Regions from separate parts of the Ovis aries genome. Here region 1 is linked to region 2. The links are chromatin contacts, called in public Hi-C maps. All regions are on one chromosome and are shown on one strand. Each heading gives the region's core, a stretch centred on a gene start, on an enhancer-like site or on the middle of the called end of the contact. The rest is flanking DNA. Distances are from core to core; before and after follow the strand shown.

Evidence for each region. Hi-C and Micro-C count contacts between places; a contact is called where the count stands out from the background.
Region 1: a contact with region 2 is called in a Hi-C map of liver, with 5 times the contacts expected there. The contact joins two enhancer-like sites. A contact is called at or near these places in 2 of 16 Hi-C or Micro-C datasets (liver and retroperitoneal adipose tissue).

What each region holds. Positions count from the first base shown.
Region 1 is chr5:51,917,838-51,923,152 of ARS-UI_Ramb_v3.0, reverse strand. All of the region lies in intron 20 of ARHGAP26 (Rho GTPase activating protein 26), which reads right to left. Among named protein-coding and RNA genes, the nearest start is that of NR3C1, 200 kb to the left of the region's middle. Within about 2 kb of position 2,187, at least 2 of the 54 cell types and tissues checked have an H3K27ac peak or open chromatin away from gene starts, as enhancers often do. A contact at or near this core is called in liver, where this site is marked.
Region 2 is chr5:51,634,221-51,639,495 of ARS-UI_Ramb_v3.0, reverse strand. All of the region lies in intron 10 of ARHGAP26 (Rho GTPase activating protein 26), which reads right to left. Among named protein-coding and RNA genes, the nearest start is that of ARHGAP26, 180 kb to the right of the region's middle. Within about 2 kb of position 2,710, at least 11 of the 54 cell types and tissues checked have an H3K27ac peak or open chromatin away from gene starts, as enhancers often do. A contact at or near this core is called in liver, where this site is marked.

The DNA.
Region 1 (5,315 bases), core at 938-3,437, 280 kb before region 2:
GCCATGTGACTGCAAGCCACTTCTCTGTGCCTTAGTTTTCCTTCTCTGTAATATGGTTCAGGCCATTTCTTCTCTCATTCTCATGTGAAGATACAATGAAATGATAGGTATGGAAGTGCCTGGAGGAGAATAAAGTAATGTGTGTGCCTGTGTGTGTGTGTGTGTGTGTGTGTGTGCACGCGCTCAGCTGTATCCAACTCTTTGCCACCCCATGGACTGTAGACCACCAGACTCCTCTGTCCATGGAATTTTCCAGGCAAGAATATTGGAGTGGGTTGCTATTTCCTACCACAGGGGATCTTCCTGACCCAGGGATTGAACCCACACCTCTCACACTGGCAGGCAGACTTTTACCACTGTGCTACCGGGGAGCACCCACATATGTATGTGGGGCTTCCCTGGTGGCTCAGACGGTAAGGCGTCTGCCAGCAATGCGGGAGACCCGGGTTCGATTCCTGGGTCAGGAAGATCCCCTGGAGAAGGAAATGGCAATCCACTCCAGCACTCTTGCCTGGAGAATCCCATGGACAGAGGAGCCGGATAGGCTACAGGCTACAGTCCATGGGGTCGCAAAGAGTTGGACACGACTGAGCGACTTGTACATATATATAAATAGCATGGTGTTTCTTTTTTTTTTTTAAAGTGAGACACAGCTTTATCGATTATTTAAGCCTCTCTGCTGGGCCTCCCCTTTGGAGAAAACCAGCTATGAGTAAAAGATGGATGAGAAAACACTGCCACGGCCTGAGGTACTGATGAAGCTTATAAGTAGGCTCTGTGTTTGGGCTGTCTGAAAGCAGAGCCTATCACTGCAAGATACACACATGCTGGGGACATACACAGCAGAGGGACTCTGCAGAATCCTCATGAATTTTTTTGTAGCATTTAAACAGCTTCTTTTTTCCAAAGAACTCAGATACAAAGAATTAAGTCTGCATGTCATCAAAGCAGGGAAAAACTACAGCCTGGGCCTTGGAGGGAGGAATTAGGTCAACCCTCAGAAAGAGGTTTTACCTGTTCCCATAAGAGCTAAGGGTTTATGACACCTGGAGACAGACGCAGGCTGGGAGCATGAGGGTTCCTGGGACTGCATGGAAGGTAAGGAACAATTTATTCTGTATTATATTTGTCTCTCTCCTAACTGGTCTGGGTCTCATCATCTAGGTATCAATATTCATGGCCAAAAACCCAACTCCACGAATAAATGTTGCCTGATGCTACCTGATAAAAATGAGGGAAGAAAAGGCTGGCACGTGTCTCAGCACTGTTCCCCTTGAAATTATCTTGTGCTAAAGCACAGAGAGCCTCCTGATTCAGAGAGCAATCTAAACAAGAGCCCTTTCAAGAAGCACTCTCTCCCCAAACTCTAGGCACCACAGATAAATTCAGGAACTGGAGGAAGGGTTCAGAGGGGCACGAGAAATGCCATGCTTGTTCATGCAAATGGTCCCTCCCAGTTGGTCTCTGAGGCTGGAATCCCTGACCAGCTTTGGATAAGCAGGAACAGAGTGATCATCATCCATGATTTTACCTGGAGTCTTCGCGAACTGCTTCTTCTGGCCTGTCAAAAAGCAAGTGCAGGTTTGGATGGCAGGGAACAAAGTTGACGAGGAGGCTGAACACTGCATGAAGAGAGGACCAAGCCGATGAGAGAACAACGGCAGCAACAAAAAAGCAAACAAACCCTGCAACAGACCTGATGGGGGATGAGTCGCTGGACGTGGATGAAGTGGGCATAGGGCTGGATGGCGCCGAGAACATGGGCCAAGATGGCGAGAGGGGTGAAGTTGGGCTTGGATTCGGGGGGCTGCAAGACATAACCACCAAAAAACTCGTCAGCACACAGGGAAACCACAGCAGGAGCACAGGAGGGTCAGAGGAGGCTGAGCAACAGGGAGTTGGAGAGACGGGAGGGGCACTGAACCCAGACTGCGTCTTCAGCGCCAAGGCACATTTCTCCAGACCAGACCCCCGTGTCTTCCAAGTAATGCCTGCTCTGGAATTCCTCGGGGTGTTAACATGTCTCTTCGCCCCGCAGAACAACTGCTTTCTAGGTGATAGGAGCTTCCGCAGTCCTGTCTGTTGTGCCTTTGGCCATCAGTGAAAAATGCCCTGAACCCACATCCATGGGTTCCCGCACACACATCCTATCACTGACCTCCATCTGGGGCAGGGCTAGCTTATAACCAGCCTCCAGCTTCCACCACTATGGGTTTCGAAAGTTGTGTCTCAGCAAAAATGACCTTTTTTTTGGCGGGGGGGGGGGGGGGGGGGAGCCACACAGGCCAGTCCGCCAGAAAACGATTTCCTGTTTACATTGTTAACTAAATGGGCTGTGTGCCATTGGAGACCCAGAGAAGGGCTGCATTAGGACAGTGATCGCAGGTGGAGGATGGGTCTGCACACACACCTCCCAGGAGAGGGCACACGACTGCGTGCAGCACCCCGTGGCCCCTCGGAGGTTTGCCTTCCAGGCTTATTCTTTCTCTTTTCAATGATTTTGGGCATTTTGATGCTTGAAGAAAAAGTCCCAGATGGAAGGCAATGTAAAAATGAACTGAAAGCTTAAATCTGTCAATTTGTTTTTTGCTGGGTGGCTGATCAAAAAACTGGACAGGAAAGGTTGAAATCATTCACTAAAACATGGTTGGTGGCTTTTAAGTAATCATGCTAGCCCTTTGACTTATTTCACAAATTATACAAACAAACATCTAGCAACTCTGTAAAATTGCATTAAGTCATAGATAGCACAAACACCAAAACAACGCAGAAACCACCCAGCCACACCACCTGCAGCCCTGGACGGCAGCTGGCCTTTCTGACCCAAGCACTGTACGAATCCAATTCCAGGGAACACACTGTCTAAACATTCCAGGATTTAGCAAGAACACATAAATGTCCTACTTAATGAGATATCTTCAACTCAGATGAGAGACTCAATAATGGCCTTAATTATCTACAGTTGTAACATAAATTCCTACAGAAATGTACAGTAAAATCCCACTGTGTGAGTTCATTGAATATCCTCAGACTAACTGAATGAAACATTTAGTAAATGCCACTATGGGTACTTGCTTCTAGAACATAAAATCTATGAGCAGGGAGTTTTGTTCGTTTTGTTTACTGCTGTACATCTAAAATAGTGCCTAAGAGGTTTTCAATAAATTATTATTCACTAAATTAACGAATCCCCTTTAACCCAACTATCTAGCCAAGAGGCATTATAATTCCCATTTCATAGGTATGGGAACTTGGGCCAATTTGAGGCTTACCTAAAGATACTCAGGCTGTAAGTGTCAGGACTGAGGTTCAATCCAATCCAAGCACAGGGCTCTTGCTGCCATAGTGCATTGCTGCTGGGTGGTAGGACTTGCTTTGGTCCTCTAGGCTATGCCAGGCTTCTTTATAGATCCACCAGAAACCTTCTTAACCACTGATTTATGAGTTTCCTTCAGATGCCTATCACATTTGCAAGGGAAAATGGGAATGCAGCAACAGACCCAATAGACTCAACACATTGTAAATCCCAACAAAATACTCAATCCTGCCTCCAGTCTTCCATCTGGTAGATTCATACAGCAGATGGAATTCATATAATAGAAGAGATTACAATTGAAGAGTATGACTCTTCTCTTCTCAATTATTCCAGCAATGACTAACTTATTGGACACACAGTGTGATCAAGACAATAAATGGAATACAATTCAGCATTTACCAAGGTCTCTGACTTGCAGAGCATACAGTGTATTTCACGAGATGAGACAAATTAAAAAACAACTATAAGATAAGATAGTAAGTAAACTTCATTAGTTAAGGGATCAGTTACTCTATGATTAGTTTAATACCTGTTCCCACACTTGATTCTGTCTTGGGTCCTGGGAGGGAGTGCTGCCTTATTTCCACTGGGTAGTCAGTCCTTAGTTAATCCATAGAGCAGCTGGTAAGAGAGGCCCTGCATTCCCTAGTCCTCCTCCCACAACCATTCACCCTCCCACAAGGTAATGACCCAGTGAGCAAGGCCTGGCTATTCCAACTGCAGCCTAGCCTGGCAACTCAGGTTCCAACCAGCGACAGTCTGGAGGTTTATGAGAGCAACCCAGGCCAGAGGCCTGAACAAATCTGTTCCTTTGGTTAGCAGGCAGCAGAGGATAATTTGAAAGTTCTTAAGACTTTTTTTTTTTTTGGACTGGCTTCTATAAGTAGGAAGGGCTTCCCTGGTGGCTCAGTGGTAAAGAATCCACTTGCCAATGCAGGAGATGCAGGTTCAATCCCTGGGTCAGGAAGATCCCCTGGAGAAGGAAATGGCAACACACTCCTGTATGCTTGCCTGGGAAATCCCATGCATAGAGGAGCCTGGCAGGCTACAGTCCATGGGGGTCACAAAAGAGTTGGACATGATTCAGCAACTAAACAACAATAAGCAGGAAATCCCTCCAGCTTCCTACCTCAACTGTACCAAGAATCATTCCTTTGGTTAAAGGCATAGCTGGGAACATAGTCTATGAACACAACCCTGGATATCTAAGTGGTTCTTGGTGACTCAGTTCATGGCTGAAATTATCTGGGGTTATGGTTGATCTTAAACAAGATCAACCTTGAATATTCACTGGAAGGACTGATGGTGAAGCTCCAGTATTTTGGTCATCTGATGTGAACAGAAAAGTCCCTGAAACTATGAAAGATTGAGGGCAGAAGGAGAAGACGGCATCAGAGAATGAGAATGCTGGATGGCATCACCGAAGCAATGAACATGAACTTGGGCAAACACTAGGACATGGTGACGGACAGGGAGGCTTGGAGTGCTGTAGCCCATGGGGTCACAAAGAGTCGGACACGACTGGGTGACTGAACAACAACAACAATGGTTGCAACGCAGGACAATCACAACGATCATAAGAAGTTACTCTTCAATCTCCATGTCTACTGCCATAGTATTATTAACTGTGCTTTTTAACAACTAGCAGATTTTCATCTGTTGGCTTGCATTTTAGTTATAGCAATAACATTTATTTTCTATAAAATAACTCCAATTTAGAACTTATTACCACTACATTTTAGCACAACAATAAAATGTACACTCCACAGTACTTCTATGATTTTTAAACTGATTGAAATTACACTTTGCTTGTGCTCCAGAGTCACATTAACAAAACCAAATGTCAACAATACTACTGAACACTCTTATATACCACAATGATTGATGCTGGTAGCAACAGAATGACATAAACATATAAATGTTCCTCCGAGAAATATAGAGCACATTATATATCAGTTTTGATGCAACCCAGAGAACATATAGGTGGAAAATAAGATGC
Region 2 (5,275 bases), core at 1,461-3,960:
TAAGACGTACAAGTGACCAAGTAAGTCGTAGGGATGTCATATATAGCACCAGAAATATAGTCAATATTTTATAATAACTTTGTATGGTGTGTAGTCTATTACAAAATCACTGTGTTGTACACCTGAAACTAATATTTTAAGTCAATTATACATCAATTAAAAAAAGAATTGTGACCCCCATCAAATAATAATAAAACTACAATAATAATAACCCAACTCTGTGTGCCAGATAGTGTGTTAAGCACTATATAGTAATTAATTCATTTCATCTTCACAACTACATCATGAGGGAGGGATATTCTCATTATCCCATTTAGCAGATGAGAAAACCAAGGCACAAATAGGTTAAGTACTTTGTCCCCAGTTACAGAGCCAGGAACCAAACCACACAGTCTAATGCTTTGTCCTCAAGCACAAAGCTATGGGAAACATGGAGATACTGCAGCTGCCGGAGAGCTTCTGTTGGCCATCAGAAGGGACTAGACCCTCCTGCAAGGCCTTTATTGAGCTCCTGCCTAGGATCAAATGAGGTCGAATGATTAAGAGCTCTGTGAAACCTAAAGTGTTTTATAAAGATGAGGGCTCAGAACACCACTCTAGGCAAACAGTTGGTTCAAAAACAGGAATCCAATAATGACCAGTGTGACTGTGGTTTACATTCTATAACAGTGGGTCTCCACGTTTTTTTCTGCCTAAAAATATCCAAGAGATGGAAAGGCAATGAGTTTTTCATTTTGCAGAAGAACACAAAAAGCACTAATCATAAAAAAATAAGGGTAAATTTGGATTTCACCAAAATAAAAGAAAGTCCAGTTATCAAAAGATACTAAGAGAGTCAAAAGATACTACTAGGGGAGTAAGAGAAGGTGTTTGTAATTTTTATCTCCAATGAGACAAATATCCAGAATATGCAAAGAATGTCAACAAATAAGAAAAAAAAGAAAAAGAACAACCCAATTAATAAAATGGATGAAAGACCTTCATAAAACAGGACACACAAAGGGCCACAAACATAAAAAAAGAAGGGAACTCGATGACACATCAGGGAAACGCAATTAAGACCACAATGAAATAAACACCTTTCTGAATGGAAAGCATTGGAAAGACCACCAGTAACAAGTACTGGCAAGAAAGCAGAGTTCCTGGAACTCTCATCCACTGCTAATGGGAGAGCAAAGTGATAAAACCACTTTGGAAATATCTATTAAAATTAAACCTATGCCTTACGATCTAGCAATTCTTCCTCTAGATATATACCCAAGAGAAATGAGCACATATCTACCAAAAAACACATTTGAGAATACTCAGGTTTATTCACAATGGCCAAGTTTTGCAACAAGAACACAAATATTCATTTACAAGACAATAAGCTGTTGTATATCTAAAACAATGTAACACCACAAACAATAAAAAAGACCAACTACTGTTACATGCAACAATATAAATAAATCTCATAGAAATAATAACGAGGGAAAGAAGCCAGACGCAAAAGACTACCAACAGAGGGATTTCATTTATATAATGTTCAAATTCTCGCAAAAGTCCTGTGCTGAGAGAAACCAGAACAGTGATTTCACCTTGGAGAAGAAGTATGGGCAGTGATTGGGAAGGTGCCCAAGAAAACCTGCCAGAGTGACAGAAATGTTCTATAACTTGACCTAGGTGGTCACACAGGTATGTGGGAGGATGTGTCTGTGTGTGCAGTCATTAAGATGTAGACTTAAGATTTATGCATTTTATTCTGATTATAACTCAATAAAAAGAATGTTTTTAAATACCCAAGATATACCACCTGTCATCTAACCTTACTTGTCATTCTGACTTTAGTGCTTCCTAGCAGACAAGTAATTGAATGACTCTATGTTATTCTTTAAAAAACAGACAGATGGATGGATAAGCAAGCTGTGGTACATATACACAATGGAGTATTACTCAGCCGTTAAAAAGAATTCATTTGAATCAGTTCTGATGAGATGGATGAAACTGGAGCCAATTATACAGAGTGAAGTAAGCCAGAAAGAAAAACACCAATACAGTATACTAACACATATATATGGAATTTAGGAAGATGGCAATGACGACCCTGTATGCAAGACAGGAAAAAAGACACAGATGTGTATAACGGACTTTTGGACTCAGAGGGAGAGGGAGAGGGTGGGATGATTTGGGAGAATGGGAATTCTAACATGCATACTATCATGTAAGAATTGAATCGCCAGTCCATGTCTGACGTAGGGTGCAGCATGCTTGGGGCTGGTGCATGGGGATGACCCAGAGAGATGTTGTGGGGAGGGAGGTGGGAGGGGGGGTCATGTTTGGGAATGCATGTAAGAATTAAAGATTTTAAAATTTAAAAATAAATAAATAAATTTTAAAAATAAATAAATAAATAAATAAAAAACAGACAATAAGAGTACCTACCTCATGGGGTGGTTGTGAAGGCTAAGTGAACTATGTATAAGGCATTTCAAAATGTCAGACACAAAGTAAGTGATCCAAAAATTAGTTTTTATCACAGGAGCAAATGAGCAGCAGGTCAGTGGAGGGAACAGATGACAAGTGTTGGGTGGTGTCCAAATTATGGAAGAAGAAGGGCAGATTAAAAAGGGACAGAAAGTCACAGGTGCTTCTGATACACATGATTCCCCACCCCCCAAACACTGTCACACACCAGTGAAAAATCACACCTCTACCACAAAGCAAGCCAGGCCAAGGGGCTGACATACAGGCTCTGAGACCATGGCCATTTCCTTTTTCCTCCTGAGTAAAACATCAGAGTGGCCTACTTCCCCCTTTTGGAATTAATGTCTGATCATTGATAAGGGGTCTTCAGCAAATCCTAGAAAACCTGCCAGAGCATTCCAACTACCCACCAGAGGAGAGAAGAACAAATGATCTACAATCCTTTCTAGAGCTCAACCCTAAAATTCTACTTCAAATACAGTACCTCCTGTTCACTCTGAACAAGTCCTTGGTTGGTGCTCTATCTGGATCCTCTTGAGACGCATGAATAAGGATCTGCAATTTTCTACACACCTTGCCTCTCGCACTACTGGAGTGATGCAGAAAATAGTTATTCACCTATCAAAAGGCAAACTGCTACCCACCACCTTATCTCCTTTCAACTCTGGTCTCCACAAAGGGTCCATGTTAAGTAATACATTACTTATTAGCACATCCAGGAACCTGGGACCGCTCGTGTCTGGTCACAGCCTTCTCACTAGCCAGGAGCAGGCGGAATCACAACCAGCCCTGATTCCAGGGTTGCTGGACAGCCTTCCTACTCTAATCTTATTCCTGAATCTGAGTCAACAATGGTGATCTCAGTGGCTTGGCAATTTACCCACTTCCTACTGGACCAGGAAATGCTATTACTAACTCACTCCACCCCACTGAAACACACTCAGAATCTAACAGTACTTTTCTTTCTATACTGACCTCCAAAGATCTAGGGCTTACTCATTCATGAGACTACAAATCTTCTCCTGGCAAGAGTTCATTCCCCAGGTTCTATCCACAGTGCTGTACACATAAGGGTTAAATTCTGGGTAAAAGAAGGACTGTGGCATCCACAGAAACACATGTTCTCACAGCCTGTGCACAAAACCTGCCTCACTGTGCTTAGACAGAAAGACAGAGGAAAACGATGAAGGTCTAGAGAAGAGGTTGCCAGTCACAGGTAAAGAGAGACATATGAGTGCCAAAGGAAGTGGTCCTTTGGTTTTAAAGTGCTACTGGCAAACCTGGTCCTTAACTGTTCCTTGGCAATTACAAGGTTTCAGCAGATCTTCATGTTACCAAACATATGGACAAAGCAGAATAATTCTGGAGAATGACATCTCTTCCGTGTATATGTGAGATTACAGAGTCAAGTATCTACAGAGATCAGACAAGTAAGCAAAATGAGGAAAACTGGAGAAGATTCTTCCCTGCCCCAAGGAAAACAGGTGTGGTCTCATTTACCTTAAAATATGCAGCTCATTATTTTTTCTTTCTCACTTTTGCTTTCTGATAAAGTTACAGAAACAAAAGGGGTTTCCCTCTATGGGAAAAACAACAGTACAAATGCAAGGCAAAATGGTAGCTATCCCCTGTCACCACGGTGGGGGACATCAGGGCATGGTGGGGATGGTCGCAAAGTAGAAAGCACATGCCCCACCTAAATGAGGCACCTGCCATTCAGCTCTATAGACAGCTGGCACGTGGGAAGTCAGCATCAGTGTTTACACATCTTTCCCATTTTAAAATGTTGCTTCAAACACTATTCAAGCCAAATTGAACATCTATGGACTGCCAGCCTACGATTCTGGGGTCTGTGTTGGTCCTTCTCTGCCTCGCCTTGCCTGAGCTCCATCCCAAGGCATCCCCACATGTCACAATGCATCTTGTGCGCTGGGACTAACAATGATGCATGTCTGCATCCTTGATGTGCCTCACAGTCCAACTGAGCAGAGTCTTTCCAGTTCATTAACGAAAGGGGAACTGGGGATACTTGCCCGTTTTTTCCCAATATGAGGACTCAGTATCATCACAGAAGGGCAACATTCATCTACTATATTCATCTACCATTCAAAAACTTATGAATCTGCACAATTTGTATGCTCTGAGAAAAATAACCATTGGCGGTCCTTGTGCATTACATATGCTTGCACATAAGAAAAATACACATGCCAGAGTAACCTGCAGTGGGCTACAGGTGAGAAAAGACAGACGTGAGGGAGAAACCAGACATTGCAAACAGTGGCCCAGCAAGTGCAGCTAAGGTTTAGTGTTTATTATGGGCCAAGCACTGGGCTAAGGATGTGGCTAGCATTATGATTTGTTCCTCTCAATGAAGTAGGTACTTTCATCATACTTCTTTTTAAAAATTGAGGCTCAGAAATGACTTGCACAATCTTCAACTGGTAGGCAACAGCAAAGCCTCAACTTGAAAACCCCGTCTGCCTGACTCTAAAGCAAGGCCCATACATTAAGCACAACACTGTACTGCCCCCACCCCAAGCAGGGAGTATCTGTGCCCCGGGATCCAAGGTGACCATTTCCTTAGGAGGACGGAGGGAAGGGGGAGAAGGCACTTCTTTCTCTCTCTCTCTCTGGAGAAAGGAAACGGGAGAAGGAGGAAAGGACTTCCTCTACACACACCCCCACCCCCACATACACAAATACACATACAGCCCTTGAGAAATTTTCGGAAGCAGGCTTCTAATCAATTATTTAGAAAGGATATGATCCTAATGAGTGAATGAATCATAACCTACTATAGCCTATAGCACTG